4 separate regions of the Mus musculus genome follow, and regions 1, 2 and 4 are each linked to region 3. Evidence: chromatin contacts called from public HiChIP or PLAC-seq and promoter capture Hi-C data. All regions are on one chromosome and are shown on one strand. The core of a region is the stretch at or near the end of the contact, and the rest is flanking DNA. Distances in the headings are between cores, read along the strand shown. Region 1 holds the start of Smim41 (small integral membrane protein 41). Region 2 has its middle 14 kb from the start of Gm52200. Region 3 holds the start of Krt79 (keratin 79). Region 4 has its middle 18 kb from the start of A330009N23Rik.

What was found. Promoter capture Hi-C pulls out the DNA fragments that hold promoters and counts their contacts. HiChIP or PLAC-seq counts read pairs in DNA pulled down with a chosen protein or histone mark.
Region 1: a contact with region 3 is called in a promoter capture Hi-C map of stem cell-derived epiblast-like cells, with 5 times the contacts expected there. The contact joins the promoter of Smim41 here to the promoter of Krt79 in region 3. A contact is called at or near these places in 12 of 39 promoter capture datasets (the 3T3-L1 cell line, the SN4741 cell line, cranial neural crest and 8 more), 3 of 115 datasets of contacts at active chromatin or transcription factors (embryonic basal ganglia, embryonic stem cells and pancreatic cancer cells) and 1 of 9 other capture datasets (pancreatic islet).
Region 2: a contact with region 3 is called in a promoter capture Hi-C map of the 3T3-L1 cell line, with 12 times the contacts expected there. The contact joins the enhancer-like site here to the promoter of Krt79 in region 3. A contact is called at or near these places in 25 of 39 promoter capture datasets (the 3T3-L1 cell line, 3T3-L1-derived adipocytes, the C10 cell line and 15 more), 1 of 15 datasets of contacts at CTCF or cohesin (the NIH/3T3 cell line) and 6 of 115 datasets of contacts at active chromatin or transcription factors (T-cell acute lymphoblastic leukemia, a colorectal cancer cell line, embryonic basal ganglia and 3 more).
Region 4: a contact with region 3 is called in a FOXA1 HiChIP or PLAC-seq map of pancreatic cancer cells. The contact joins the enhancer-like site here to the promoter of Krt79 in region 3. A contact is called at or near these places in 5 of 39 promoter capture datasets (3T3-L1-derived adipocytes, hippocampal neurons, liver and 1 more), 1 of 15 datasets of contacts at CTCF or cohesin (the NIH/3T3 cell line), 1 of 484 Hi-C or Micro-C datasets (liver) and 1 of 115 datasets of contacts at active chromatin or transcription factors (pancreatic cancer cells).

Annotation. Positions count from the first base shown.
Region 1 is chr15:101,291,900-101,294,949 of GRCm38.p6, forward strand. It overlaps Smim41 (small integral membrane protein 41), which reads left to right and starts at 1,326. Exons shown (of 2, transcript NM_001369218.1): 1 at 1,326-1,733. The coding sequence starts at 1,356. The coding sequence ends at 1,625.
Region 2 is chr15:101,330,522-101,334,013 of GRCm38.p6, forward strand. No RefSeq gene overlaps it. Among named protein-coding and RNA genes, the nearest start is that of Gm52200, 14 kb to the left of the region's middle. Within about 2 kb of position 2,065, at least 65 of the 459 cell types and tissues checked have an H3K27ac peak or open chromatin away from gene starts, as enhancers often do. A contact at or near this core is called in the HPC-7 cell line, pancreatic cancer cells and trophoblast stem cells, where this site is marked.
Region 3 is chr15:101,938,380-101,941,590 of GRCm38.p6, forward strand. It overlaps Krt79 (keratin 79), which reads right to left and starts at 1,945. Exons shown (of 9, transcript NM_146063.1): 1 at 1,368-1,945. The coding sequence starts at 1,835.
Region 4 is chr15:101,241,180-101,244,512 of GRCm38.p6, forward strand. No RefSeq gene overlaps it. Among named protein-coding and RNA genes, the nearest start is that of A330009N23Rik, 18 kb to the left of the region's middle. Within about 2 kb of position 1,667, at least 83 of the 459 cell types and tissues checked have an H3K27ac peak or open chromatin away from gene starts, as enhancers often do. A contact at or near this core is called in liver and pancreatic cancer cells, where this site is marked.

The DNA.
Region 1 (3,050 bases), core at 76-2,575, 650 kb before region 3:
CCAGTCCTGGGACTTGCTTTATAGCCCAGGCTAGCCTCAAACTCAGATCCACCTTGCTAGCTGGCTCTGTGATCTACTTGAGTCCGAAGTTTCTAGGTAGTCCTAGCTGGCCTCAAACTCATGCTATAGTCTGACCTTGGGATTCCGTGCTATTCTGACCTGTTTTATGTTGGGCTGGGATTTAAAACCTGAAGCTTCCTGTTGGACAAGTTGCTAGGCAGGCATTCTACCAACTGGGCTGTATCCCAAGTCTCTCCAGAGTGGCTTTATGTTTGAAATGGGAACTTGAAATTTGCTAAAGGATCTTGCAGCAGACCCGGGCAGGCTTCTCTGCCTGCAGATTGCACTGGACTTGACCCCTGGCTGTGTGACAGGTACCCAGCTGGCAGTGGCTGTGTAGACACCAAGACAGTGATGTGTTCACCCTCTGCAGAATTATGATTCCCATGAGGTAGGACCGTGGGCCAGATCTCTGCTCCCTTCCTAAATTGTTTCAGTTCATAATTACATCAGTCCCTACACCCCTCCTTGCTCTCTAGATCTGCTGTGTTCTCGGTAAAGAGGACTTCTTGGACAAGAAGACAGGAGAGAAGGAATGGAGGTAGGCCTTGCTATCTGGGTACTTCTAGCCATTCTCTCTGCCCTGGGGTCTGGAGTACTGTGTTCTGCCTGTCTGCCCTGAAGGAAGACTTTCCACCATTCGGACTGTCCTGTGTGTGAGAATTGTTTCAGGAACAGAAAGCTGTCTGTCCCGTGCTTTGCTCAGAGTGGTCAGCACTTGGGATGGGGTCTAAGAATTGTAGACACAGCTGGGCAGTCATGATGACCACCTTTAATCCCAACACTTGGGAGGCAGAGGCAGAGGCGCAGGGGCAGAGGGGCAGAGGGGCAGAGGGGCAGAGGGGCAGAGGCGAGGCAGAGGCAGGTGGATTTCTGAGTTCGAGACCAGCCTGGTCTACAGAGTGAGTTCCAGGACCGCCAGGGCTACACTGAGAAACCCTGTCTCGAAAACAAACAAACAAGAATCGTAGATGCTCTGAAAGCCCCGAGGATGCAGAATCTTGGCCTTTTTCTATGGAGGAAAGTCGTGGAAACGGGCCTTTTAGGCTTACCTGGCAATTTTGAATGATGGACATAGGTTTGGAGAACAGATAGGCTGGGCCTAAGGATCCAGCCTGTCAGAGAAGGACCTCGAGGCCACTCTGGAGGAGTCTGTCTAGGAGGGGCCTGAGCGCTGCTCTGCACGCACTTGGGTAGAGTGGGCGGTAGGGCCCTGGGAGGCCCGCCCCTTAGAGACTTCTGACACAGCCTCAACTCTCAAGGGTAGTGTGCACATCTGGGCAGCTGGTGGGAGCATGAACGGCTCACAGGTGGGAGCTGCAGCCAAGGCTGCCTGGCTGAGCTGCTGCAACCAGTCCGGGCTGCCACTCGGACCCCCAGAGGGGCCACGCATGGTGCAGGCAGTCGTGCTGGGCGTCCTGTCACTTTTGGTGCTCTGTGGGATCCTGTTCCTGGGTGGTGGACTCCTCCTCCGCGCTCAGGGCCTGATAGCCCTGCTGGCCCGAGAAAGGCATTCAACCCCCGAGGCTGAGCCTGGTGCCTGTGGAGGGGATGACGACTCCTAGGTGTCAGCTGCTCTTGAGATTCAGCCTGTTCTGTGCCACGCCATCCAGAGTTCATTTCTGTGAGGCACAGCGGAAGGTCCAACCCACAAGCTCTTATTTCCCGCACAGGTGAGAGCCTTGAGACACAGGGAGTCTGGGGTTGGGGCTGCGTGGGGTGGGCACAGTGATGGTCTCTGTTCTCATTAGGTGGACATCACTGGGTACAGACAGCTGCTCAAGGCCAGGGTAGAGCTGGAGGTCCCTGTGCCTCTGAGGCACAGACAGCCTTCGTGTCCCTTATGCTAAAGGAGGGAGGCCGGAGAGTTCTGTGAATGGGAGCTCTTTGTGTACCTATGTTTCCCCGTGTTCTGCATCTGCCCAGGTTAACTTGTGGTCTGCTGGACTCAGCAGGACCCTCTGTTCTAGAGGCTAATACAACCCAGCCTGAGCTCTCAGCTTGCTGCTGTCTCCTTCCCAAAGCTTCTGTCCAGGGAGGGAGTGGGCAGGCTGGGGCCCACCGGAGGTGAAGGTAGAGGAGAGAGATTCTTCACTCCCATTAGAGGTACCCCTGGTTGGGTGAACAGTGGGGACAGAGAGATGTGCCAAAGACTCCTCTCCTGGCTCCCCGCTCACGTGTAGCTCAGCCAGAAGCTTTGTGTGCTGTGTTGGGGGTGGGGACAGCAAGGTTTCGTGCAGGAGCATATGCGGAGGAAGGAGAAGGCTGAGTACTCCCAGCTGTGGGGGCTGCGTCTGGGTCTCCCGCCTCTAGCTCTCTAAGGACAGGAACCATCTGGAGAGAAGGGTCTGGGTGGCCCAAAGGACAAAGTAACTCCAGTCCAAGGCCACCTCAGGCTGAACCATGAAATGGGGGTGGGGGGTGCCTTTACCATCCCATTGATATTCAGCTGTGTGTAGGGGCTACTGGGGACGTCTGTGAGTGGCCGTCTCTTGGCGACTCTCAAGGCTCCTACTTTCAAGTTACCGCCAGGAATACGGTGGTGCAGGATGCCCGTGATGATGGCCTGGTGAGGGGCTGAGGGTGTGGGTAGGTGGAGGTAATCTGCTGTGAAGCTGACGATGTGTGATCCTTGCTTAGCACCTAAGGGTTTGGCACCAATTCTGGGCAGCCGTGCCATGTTAGCCTCAAGAGTGACAGAGTTCACATCTGAGATGTCTCCTCCACAGCCGGGGAGTGCACTGCCAGGGCAGGGCAGTGTGTGTATGTGTGTGTGAGTGTGAGTGAGTGTGTGTGAGTGTGTGTGTGTGTGCTGGTATGGAGGGGGGTGGGCAGGGCCCAGGGAACTGTCCTCCTTCACTTTCTGGTCTTGGGCACCGGCTCCTCCCCACATTCTGCAGTCTCCCACCCTGTGCCTTCCCCCATCTCTCCTCAGTGGGGCGGAGGGCATCTAGATTCCCTTGAACCCCCTCACTGACAATCAGGTATGC
Region 2 (3,492 bases), core at 815-3,314, 610 kb before region 3:
CATGTGGACCAAGGCCCATGATGGGCCTGGGGCCTGGGGCTCTGTCCTCCTTTCTATCTGTCTTGCCTCCACCTCTTCTCTCACTCTGGACTGCGTCTGGGTGTTCTGGCCCCTTTGAGCCCTGACTGGTGGTGGGTTCAGGCTCAGCAGAGTGAGGCCTGTCCTTCCCTTCCCTCCTGGGGTGGTGAAGCTGGGCCTGCACCTCGCCTCACCTTAACCAGAAGGGTTACCTGAAGATGGCTGTCCCATCTTGTCATGGTTCTCACATTTTGAGAGCCTGGCTGAGCGGCTAGGGTCAGGGGCCCAAGGGGTCAGGGGTCAGGGCTATGGCTATGCAGCCTGGCCTGGAGCTGGATCATTCCTTCATGGGGGAATTTCTCTTCTGCCTCTATTACCTGCCAGGTTCAGGCCCTGGGGAAGCCAGGAACTGGACTCTAGTGCCCAGGCTGGGTGTCCTGGTGGGCTGCAATCTTGGCCTGAGCCCAAACTGTCCAGTCTTCCCTGGCTCAGCTCCCAGTTCCTCATCCAGACCTGGTTAGTGGGGGGTTGTCTCCCTTTTGCCTCTGCTGCAGGGACTTAGGTGGGGTGGTAGTGGTGGTGGTGGTGGTTGGGGGTGGGGAGGCCTGTGATTCCCCCCACCCTCCGCCAGTGGGACCATTAGAGAGGGGTGGGGACAGGTGTGTCTCTGAGTGATTCAGGCTGGATGCCGAAGCCCTTAGCTGGTGGCTTTTTTTCTCCCACTGGCCTGGCAGGTTCATGCCCCAGCTCTGAGTCATTAGGGTGTGGTCAAGCAACCTAGCAGCACAGTAGATGCTCGTGGCGACACACCTGGATTAGGGCATTGTATCCTGACTGCAGAGGGGCCTGACTGGTGGTGTGATGTTGTTGGTAGTGTTGTGAGTGTTCCCAAGGTGTCCCTTAGTGACTAATGGCCCCTGCCCCTGGAGCAACATCAGCTGGGTTCATCCTCCCCATGTTCCCTATCTGAGAACCAGGTGGGCTCATGGCAGGGGTGAGAGGAATTGGCTGGGGTTTGGCATCTGCGGGTGCAGCTGAGACCCTGAGGGGCACACAGGTCTTCCTAGGCACTCTGCAAAGGGCACCCCTGGGTTACTGAGTGCTGATTGCTTTGGTGTCAATTATGGGTGTTTCATAACGTGGGGGGGGCGGTTCCCACATTTCCATGTCATAGAGGGGGCTCTGGGAGGCTGTTGCTGTCCACTCACATGGCCAGTGAGGCCTGAGACAGATGTGTGGACATCAGTGATGCTGCCCTGCCCCCTCCTTGGTCCACCTCACTGCTAAGACCCATCAACATCTTTGTTTAGAGTTAAGCTGGACCTGGCACCTGAGCCTTGTTTCCCTGAAGAGTGATGGGGCCAGCAGAGCTCTCCTGACTCCCACAGGCTAGGAATGGCCATGCCTGTCTCTGAGGGAACAAGGACTGGCCGTGGCTGGTGTGGTCCAGGACTTTGAGTGTCAGGCAATGAGGGGACCCTGATCTATTCTTCACATTTTCAATGTGTCTTGGATAGGAGAGGTCATTTAGCTAAGGTGACATTGCCACCATGCTGACTGTCTTGCTCTGGCTGCCTTTTCTGCCTCTGAGGTTTGCCCTAGAATCTGGACAGGCATCTCTTGCCCTTATATTACAGGAGGTGCCTTCTGGGATATTTTCTTTCTTTGACAGGGACAAGGCACAAAATGTGGGTCTCTAGAGGATCACCCCCTCTTCACAGGTGACTGTGTGTTCCTGGGTAAGTGGTAGGGGTCAGGAGGGCCAGCAGGGATGTAAATCAGGTGTGAGGAGAGGCAGGGCAGGTTAAGGGGCTGTTAGGAAGGCTCCATTTCCCTCAGAGGGGCTCTTGGTGGCCAAGGCAGGCTTAGGGTATCCGAGGTTGTCTAGACTGGCTGATTTTCCCCTGTAGGGTCCCCAGGAGGAGGGTGGCAGGTGAGGCTCCTGCTTGAGCACTGGCTCCACCTCCTCTGCCCGTACCCTCCAGAGTCTGCCAGAAGCTGTCCCAGCACAGGAGAAAGTTCCTTATTAGGTAATGAGTGTCTCCTGCCAGGTGGGGAGAGGACAGGCTGCCTGCCAGGCCCAGGCAAAGCCCAGCCTCTGTGGTGTCTCCGAGCTGGCACTGGCCCTGAACCCAGCTCTCCTATACCTATCTGCCTGTGCAGCCCCTGATGTCTTCCTCGAGACTCCAGTGGGCACATGGGAAGTAGGAAGGTGGCTATGTCACCCTGGTCACTGTCATATGAGTGGATGGCTAGGTTACCTTCACTGCTCTCTCACAGCCTCAGGCCATGGCAGCTAGGCTGGTGCTCCCTCCCTGCTGGTGCTCCCTCCCTGCTGGTGCTCCCTCCATGTTTGTGCTCCCTCCCTGTTGATGCTCCCTCCGTGCTGGTGCTCTCTGGTCTCTCTTGTCTGAGGTTCATAGGAGGAGGGCTCGGCAGGGACCTGGCCTGAGTTATACTGGGCATAGCTTCTTGTCTTCCTGATCTGCTACCTGCACCCCCCCTCCCCACTTTCTGGCTCTCTCCCAGCTTCTCCTTGGGAGGTTGGCTTCTCCAAATTCCCAGATCACCACTACCTACTCATCCAGTCCTTGGTGCAGAGAGTTCTGCCTCATCCTGTGCCCTGGCCTGTGTGTACTAGGGGCACCCTCCAAGGTTGGGCCTGAGAGATGAAAAGTAGGACTCTGTAATACCAGGGGCTTTGGGGGCAGGATTTGCTTTGCTTTTTGAAGCAGTCTTAGCACAGGACTCTCTGGAAAGGGCTTTAATAGCAGTCTCACGGCAGCTCTGCTGACAGACAAGGAGGCCCTGGAAACAGCTGTGGGAAAGTGAGGGTGGGTGTAATTTCCCAGGAGCTGGAGACAGCTGGGAACTCAGAGTCTAGGTCACACCTCCCCTAACTCCTTGCCCTGGAGTCTAGTGCCTCTTACTGTACCCTCTATGATTGTTTAGGTCCCCTCTCCCTTACCTCAGCTTCCCTGCCTCTTAACTTGTTCACTCTGAGGACCTTGCTTACTGAGATTTTTGCAGGGTGGCTTTGTGTGGAGACAAGCAGAATATGTGAATGTGTCTAATGCGCAGAGCCACCTTCTCCCTTCTCCAGCCCTCTCTGCATGGAGCAGAAGGGACCAAGCTCCTGTGCTCATAACTACCACAAGCTTTGGGGCTCAGGGACCCTTCCCTGTGTCTTGTAGTTTTATAAATTAGATAATTCAAGCAGGCAGTTCTGCCTAATGCCAAGCTCTAATCTCGCCATTTCAAGCCTCTGCCTCTAAGCAGTGGTTTTCAAGAACTTCCTGATTCTGCAACCATGTAACACAGTTCCTCGTGTTGTGGTGACCCTCAATCACAAAGCTACTTTTGTTGCTACTTCTTAATCTTGCTACTGTTACGAATCACAATGTAGACATCTGTGTTTTCTGATGATTTTAGGCTCCCCCTGTGATAGGGTCACGACCCACAGGTTGAGAACCA
Region 3 (3,211 bases), core at 695-3,194:
CGAGGCCAGCCTGGTCTACAGAGCAAGTTCCAGGAAAGGCAGGGCTACACAGAGAAACCCTGTTTCCAAAAAAAAAAAAAAAAATCATATATATATGGCTCAAATCCAACCTCCCACATAGCAGTTCACAACTGTCTGTAACTCCAACTCCCGAGGATCCAATACCATCACACAGACATACATGCACACGTAAATAAAACTAAAACAAATAAAATAAAAATAAATAAATAAAATAAATAGCATTGGAGAAACAGAGCTAGAGGTGGATCACTAGTTAAGAGTACTGGCTGCTCTTCCATCGGATCGAGATTCAATTTCCAGCACCCACAGCAGCTCACAAAAGAACCAAGAGTCACTAGGGAAAAGGGCAAGAGGTAGGTGACACAACTTCCCTAACCCTCTGCCACCCAGTCCCTCCAGGTGCCACCTCCACAGCACCCCAGGCCTAGTCACTTGGCCAGGAGCCCTGTTGCAGGTACACCTCAGTGCCCAGGACTGTGGAACTCTGCAGCCTTCTTCACAGTTATGCCTCATATACCAGTGCAATCCTGAGCAAGTCTCAGGACCACTTTATGCCTTAGTTTTCATAGTGTAAAAATGGGCAAAGCCTCGCCTACCCAGGCTCTTCATGGAACCCTAAGGGTGACACACGAGAAAGGAGGTAGGGCCCTTCTGTGTTAAAAGTTCAAATCATGGAGTTATGCCTCAGCCTGATCTCGCAGCCTAGGCGCAGAGCCAAGGTACACAGTGCTGAAGGAATGGAGCAAGAAATGAGAGAGGTGGTAGCAGAGTGATCCCAGTCACCCTGTAGGTGAGACGGGGATCCAGAACACTCCCAGAGTGTTCAAACTGTAGGGTGGCCACCCTCCTCGTGGTAGCCGGAAGGGGGAACCAGGCAAGGGAGGGCAAAGGGCTTCCTCTTGCCCTCCAGGTTCTCAATGTGCCTGACCCCGAGGCTTCTTCAGCTGGAGAGGACAGACAGAATTCCAAGGCTTCAACCTTGGATGGTTTGTGGAATTCCTGAGCCGTGCACTGTTGCCCACAGCTATAAAATGACTCAAGTCATCAAAGGCCAACTCCCTGACAGGAACACTGAGGACCACACATCTTTTAATAATGGGGTAAGGCTAATGCTTAGCGGTATAGGAAAGGCTCCAACACAGGTGGGCTGGGCCTCTCATTCACAGAAGGAACCCCGGCCAGCAGGTTTTAGCCCCAACCTCCGACAGGCAGAAACCACCGTCTCTGTTCATCACCCCACCCTGCACATCTAGAGCACATGGTAAAAACTGCCTTTGCCCAGACCACCCCCCATTAGAGGTTCAGCTTCCACCCCACTCCACCTCACCCCGGTTTTGCCCACCCACCTTATCAATAAAGGAGGCAAACTTGTTGTTGAGGGTCTTGATCTGCTCGCGCTCCTGGGTGCGCACCCGCTGAATCTCGGGGTCTATCTCCACATTGAGAGGCGTCAGCAGGCTCTGGTTGACAGTGACTTCCTGGATGCCCCCGGGAGGACAGACTGGCCCAAATGTCTGCCTGCTAGCCCCTAGGCCCACATAGGCCCCACTGCCAAAGCCTCCTAGTGCCCGGCCAGAGGAGGCCCCACAAGCCATGCTGACGGAGATATTCTTGCCTCCCAAGTTGTAGAGGCTCCGGCTGCCAAAGCCCCCGGAGCTGGACCCAGAGCGGACCCCACCGCCACCGCCGCTCCCCCTGGACATAGTCACTGAGCTGTAGCTGGTTCGCATCCGACTCCCACCACCTCCGCTGGCTGAGTTAGAGCTGAAGCCTCCTTTAGTGGAGAAAGTCTGCCTGGACAAAGAGGACCGCATGATTGTCAGCGAGAAAGCAGCTGAGAGCAGGAGGGAATCAGCCGGAGTGAGCTACTGAGCCACCAAACACCTTTTTATCTTTTCCCAGCTGGGCTGGCCCTGGGTTCCATGCACTCCAGCTGTGATTACCACAGGTGAGAGGGAGGGGCCGGGGGGGGGGGGAATCTCCTCTCCCCCAGGATGTGGGAGGGCCTCGCCCAGCCATCACTGAGACTGAAGTGCTGCTCCTGAGCAGAGACTACTTGAGATGGGAAGCACCCCACCCCCACTCCCCCCACTCCCACCCCACCCCACCCCGTAAGCCCTCCTCACTTGGAACAGGATGATAGGGCTCCTACAGCTACCCTCACCACCCAGTGGCTGGCTTGGTCTCCTCCTACGCAGCCCTGATGGCCTGCTGTCAATGGGGCTCTGTTTTGTGGGGTTTGTCCCAGGGCCTTGTGGTAAGCCAAGGCCCCAGGGCCCAGTGCTGTGCAGGTGGCAAGGGAAGGTGCATTGGGCAACGGGTTGTAGAGAGGGTGCCCAGGCCTGCTCCAGTCCCACCCTCCCAGCCCACAGCCTCCTGTCTCTTGGCAGGTCCAGCGTGGGGGGCACAGGTGACAGTGCAGGGGTGGAGCAGCTACTCTTCTGTCTACACTGGCAGGTGTCTGCTGGGTGGGAACCCTGTGTGGGGTAAAGAGGATCCAAGGAAGAAAGGAGGGTCCCTGCCCAGCCATAGGCCTGGCTGAGCACACAATGTGGGCTGGATGGCTTTGACTCTAACTAGACATAGCAGAGCACACCTATATCCCAGCACCCTAGGGGTGAAGGTGGGAGGGTCAAAAGTTCAAGGTCACCCAGCCTCAAAACCAAAAAAAATGAATAAATAAAAGGACAAAGAAAGAAAAGGAATGCCCTGTCACCACAGGCAGGGTGTCAAAGCTTAGGAACCCAACTGCTTTTCCTGGGGCTGGAACTGTGGCCACCCCTAAGCTCTTCCTTGGTGGACCTTTCCCAGTGGGGCCCAGACATTTTGGAATACTGAAAATGCACATGTATCCAAGAAGCCCCAAGTGTCTCATGCTGTACCCCCATAACCTTCTCCTTTCCTGACCACAAGGACTCCACCTGCTCAATTCAGAAGAACAGGACACTCCTGATCACTTCACACCGGCCTCCACTCTCTTCCCAGTCAGGCTTCTAGAACCAAGCACAGCCCAAGCAGAGCTGGAGAGACTTCAGGTACAGGATCACAGATAGTGGGAGAAGACCTTGAGACTGCTCCCCACACCCCCTCGCCTCTCCATCATTCAGCAAGCAGAGGGCAAAGGGGCAGAGACTGGGTTGAGGCAAAGATGGAGCAGTGTTGGCTCTGCCAGGCTAAAGCTCGGATCCCA
Region 4 (3,333 bases), core at 417-2,916, 700 kb before region 3:
GCTAGCTCCCGGGTTTGCCGCGAGGTCGGAACAGAAGTGTTTTGTAAGTGTAAACGTTAGAGAAATGTAACATACACACACTTTCACTGCTGGGAGGCTAACTGAAGGTGGGTTTGTGGAAGGGATTAAGTTAGCGAGGGAGAAGGAAGATAAAAATAACAAGTGCCTTTCACCAAGTGCTTATTAGGAGCCAAGGCCGAGGAAAGTGATCCGAAAATATTGTCTAATTATAGCCAACACTTACACAGGGCTGACCTTGGGCCAGGAGCTGTTTAAGTGCCTCATGCATACAAACTGCTCAGATCCTCGTGACTCAGGGGAGAAGGTGAGGCATGAAGTAGTTGGTTTGTAGACCGGCTCATGCGAACGGGGCTGGCATTCAAACCACAGCGATTTGTCCCCTGTCATGGTCTCTGAAGTCACGACCACACCTCAAAGAAGATATTCTTGCATTTCCTTATAGTAAAGCCACTGGAAACACACCATGAAGGTGTATTTGAGTCCAGACTACCCACTGGAGAATGGAGAGCAGTGGGAACTGGCACAGGGTTCCCCCACCCCACCCCCCACCCCCGCCCAGGAACAGGGCAGATTCGAGCAAAGGCAGAGCTTGGGGGAGAGGGATTAATGCGTGGGAAGGGAGGATGGCCTATCTTCTGGATCCAGAAGGAGGAAGCAGGCTGACAGGCTGTGTCGCTCTCCTCAGTGATGGATTCCCTTTTTCCCTTCCAAGCCTCGGGGCTCCTCCTCCTCCGCTCTGAGGTGCTACTCTGACTGGAGAAGGTGAGAACAACCCCAACCCTGCCACAAGCTTCCCTCAAACCATCTCCTAGCTTCTAGCCTGTTATACAACCTGCGCTCTGTCCACACTCGGAAATAACCATGGCTCAGCAGAATGGACTTGGGGGCATGATGAATGGTCCTTAGGACGATCAGCTGACGGCCAGCTGCTCCTGAAGTGACCTGAGTGCCTGCCATAGCTCAGGTTCCCCAGCCCTTCCTGGGAAGTGGCCCTGCCTGGTCTACAGGAAAAGTCTTAACGCGGCTCTGTGTTTGGGCATCATGATAATCATGATTTTGATGAGTATGACCACCCATTTCTGTATCTCTTAATATCTGTCAAGCCTGGGGATGCACGCTTGTAATCCCAGTTACTCGTGGAGCTGAGGCAGGGGGATTGGAAATTCAAGACTTGCCTGGGCTACAGGGTGAGTTCTATACTGGTCTCCAGATCTTGTATAAACTCTGTTTCAAAGTGAAAAATAAAAAGACTGTGGCTAACGCTTAGTGGTAGAGTGTTGGCCTACAATGTGAGAGGCCCAGGTTCCATTCCCAAAGCCACAGAAAATAAATGAATAAAGGCTGGGGAACAGGGGAGCCTGCAGGGCCCTCTCCCACCTCCCGCACCCTCTCACTCCCGCGCAGTACTCTGCACCTTCCTCGGCAGTTTATGGGTCCTGGATTTTCCGAGTACAGCTCAAGGCCCAGAGGACAGGGGCCCCAAAGGTAACCCAGGTTCTCTAAGGGGAACCACCACGCTGCCTGCACAGGGAAGGACTTAGTCTCCTCTGGCACCCTCTGCCTGCCTGACTCTCCTCTGTGGGGCCTGTCAGCAGTAACCAGAGCTGGCTCGGTGGCTGAGAGCAGTAGGAACACCCGTTTCTTGGCAACCGGGGACAGCATACAAGATCCAGTTAATCACCTGTGCCAGCAGGTCAGTCCTCCCACAGCCTCCAGAGCGGCCCCTGATGGCCAGAGGCATGAATCGTTTCTACCCCAGCACACCTAAGGTTCTAGCGGGAGCTAGAGGCTCTTTTCCCTTGTTTCCTGTTTCCTCAATAAACAAACAAACAAACAAACAAATAAATAAATAAATAAATAAATAAATAAAATATATAATTGGTGCTTATTTTGTATGATATATAAAATATAATTAATATATAATATACAAAATATATTGTGTGATATATGTGTGTGGATACACACACACACACACACACACACACACACACACATATATATGTATGTATTCCATCTGTGTATGTGTGTATGTGTGCTGAGCCTTGCATACCAATGTGTTTATATGTTTTGTTCTTCAAGACAGGGTTTCTCTGTGTTACCCTGGCTGTCCTGGAACTCTGTTGACCAGGTTGACCTCAAACTCACAAAGATCTGCCTATTTCTGCCTCCTGCGTGCCGGGGATTAAAGGCATGTCCCACCACCATTGGGGCTTTCTTTCAAGTTTTAATTTGTGTGTGTGTGTGTGTGTGTGTGTGTGTGTGTGTGTGTGTTTGCCTGAGGTGGTGGGTAGTTTTTAATGTCAATTTGACACAGGCTAGCATCATTTTGGAAGGAGGAACCTCAACTGAGAAAATGCCCCCACCAGATTGGTCTATATGCTTGTGGTCTGTCTCTGTCTTCTTAATTAGGGATTGATGTGGGAGGCCAGGGTTTTGTGGGTAATATTATCCTTGGGCTGGTGGTCCTGGGTGTTATAAAAAAGCATGCAGAGCAAGCCATGAGGAGCAGCCAGTAAGCAGAACTTCTTCATGGCGTCCTCATCAGTGTTTTATCACAGCAAGAGAAACTCCAAGACAGTTTGAATGTGTGGGCATGCAACGTATGCAGAGGCTAGGATTTGAAACTAGTAGCCAGCTCTTATGACTGAGCCATCCCTCCAGCCAGCCAGAGCTCTTGCTTTTTTGATTCTTTTTAAAAGATTTTATTTTATATCTATGACTACACTGTCACTGTCTTCAGACACACCAGAAGAGGGCATCATATCTCATTACTGGTGGTTGTGAGCCACCATGTGGCTGCTGGGAATTGAACTCAGGACCTCTGGAAGAACAGTCAGCACTCTTAACCACTGAGCCATCTCTCCAGCCCAAGGTTTTGTTTTTATAACATGTTGAAATCCATTACGCAAAATTACAATTATTTATTTATTTTTTGGCCCCAACTCTGTAGTAAGATGTGGAAGTCAGAAGAAACCACTTCAGCTTCCTCTCTGGGAGGCAACAGCAGCCACAGTGTGCCTGTGAGGCCACAGGGCCCCAGATGGGAACTCTGTCTTGTTTCTTCTCAGCATGTGACAGCTTCTTGGGGTCACAGTTTCCTAAATACCAAAGCAGTGCTTACCTTACAGGGCCGGTGAAAGAAGAGACAAAGCTAAGGAAAGCTTAAGCACAGAGCCTGGCCCAAGGCCCTGCACGATGGATGCAGCAGGGTCTCCTCTCTGGCAGGTCCTCCACCACACCCCTCTCTAGCCACGTATTTTAGTCTGCTGCTTTAAGGAGCCATGCTCTGGCCCAGATCTGACTTTCCCATGT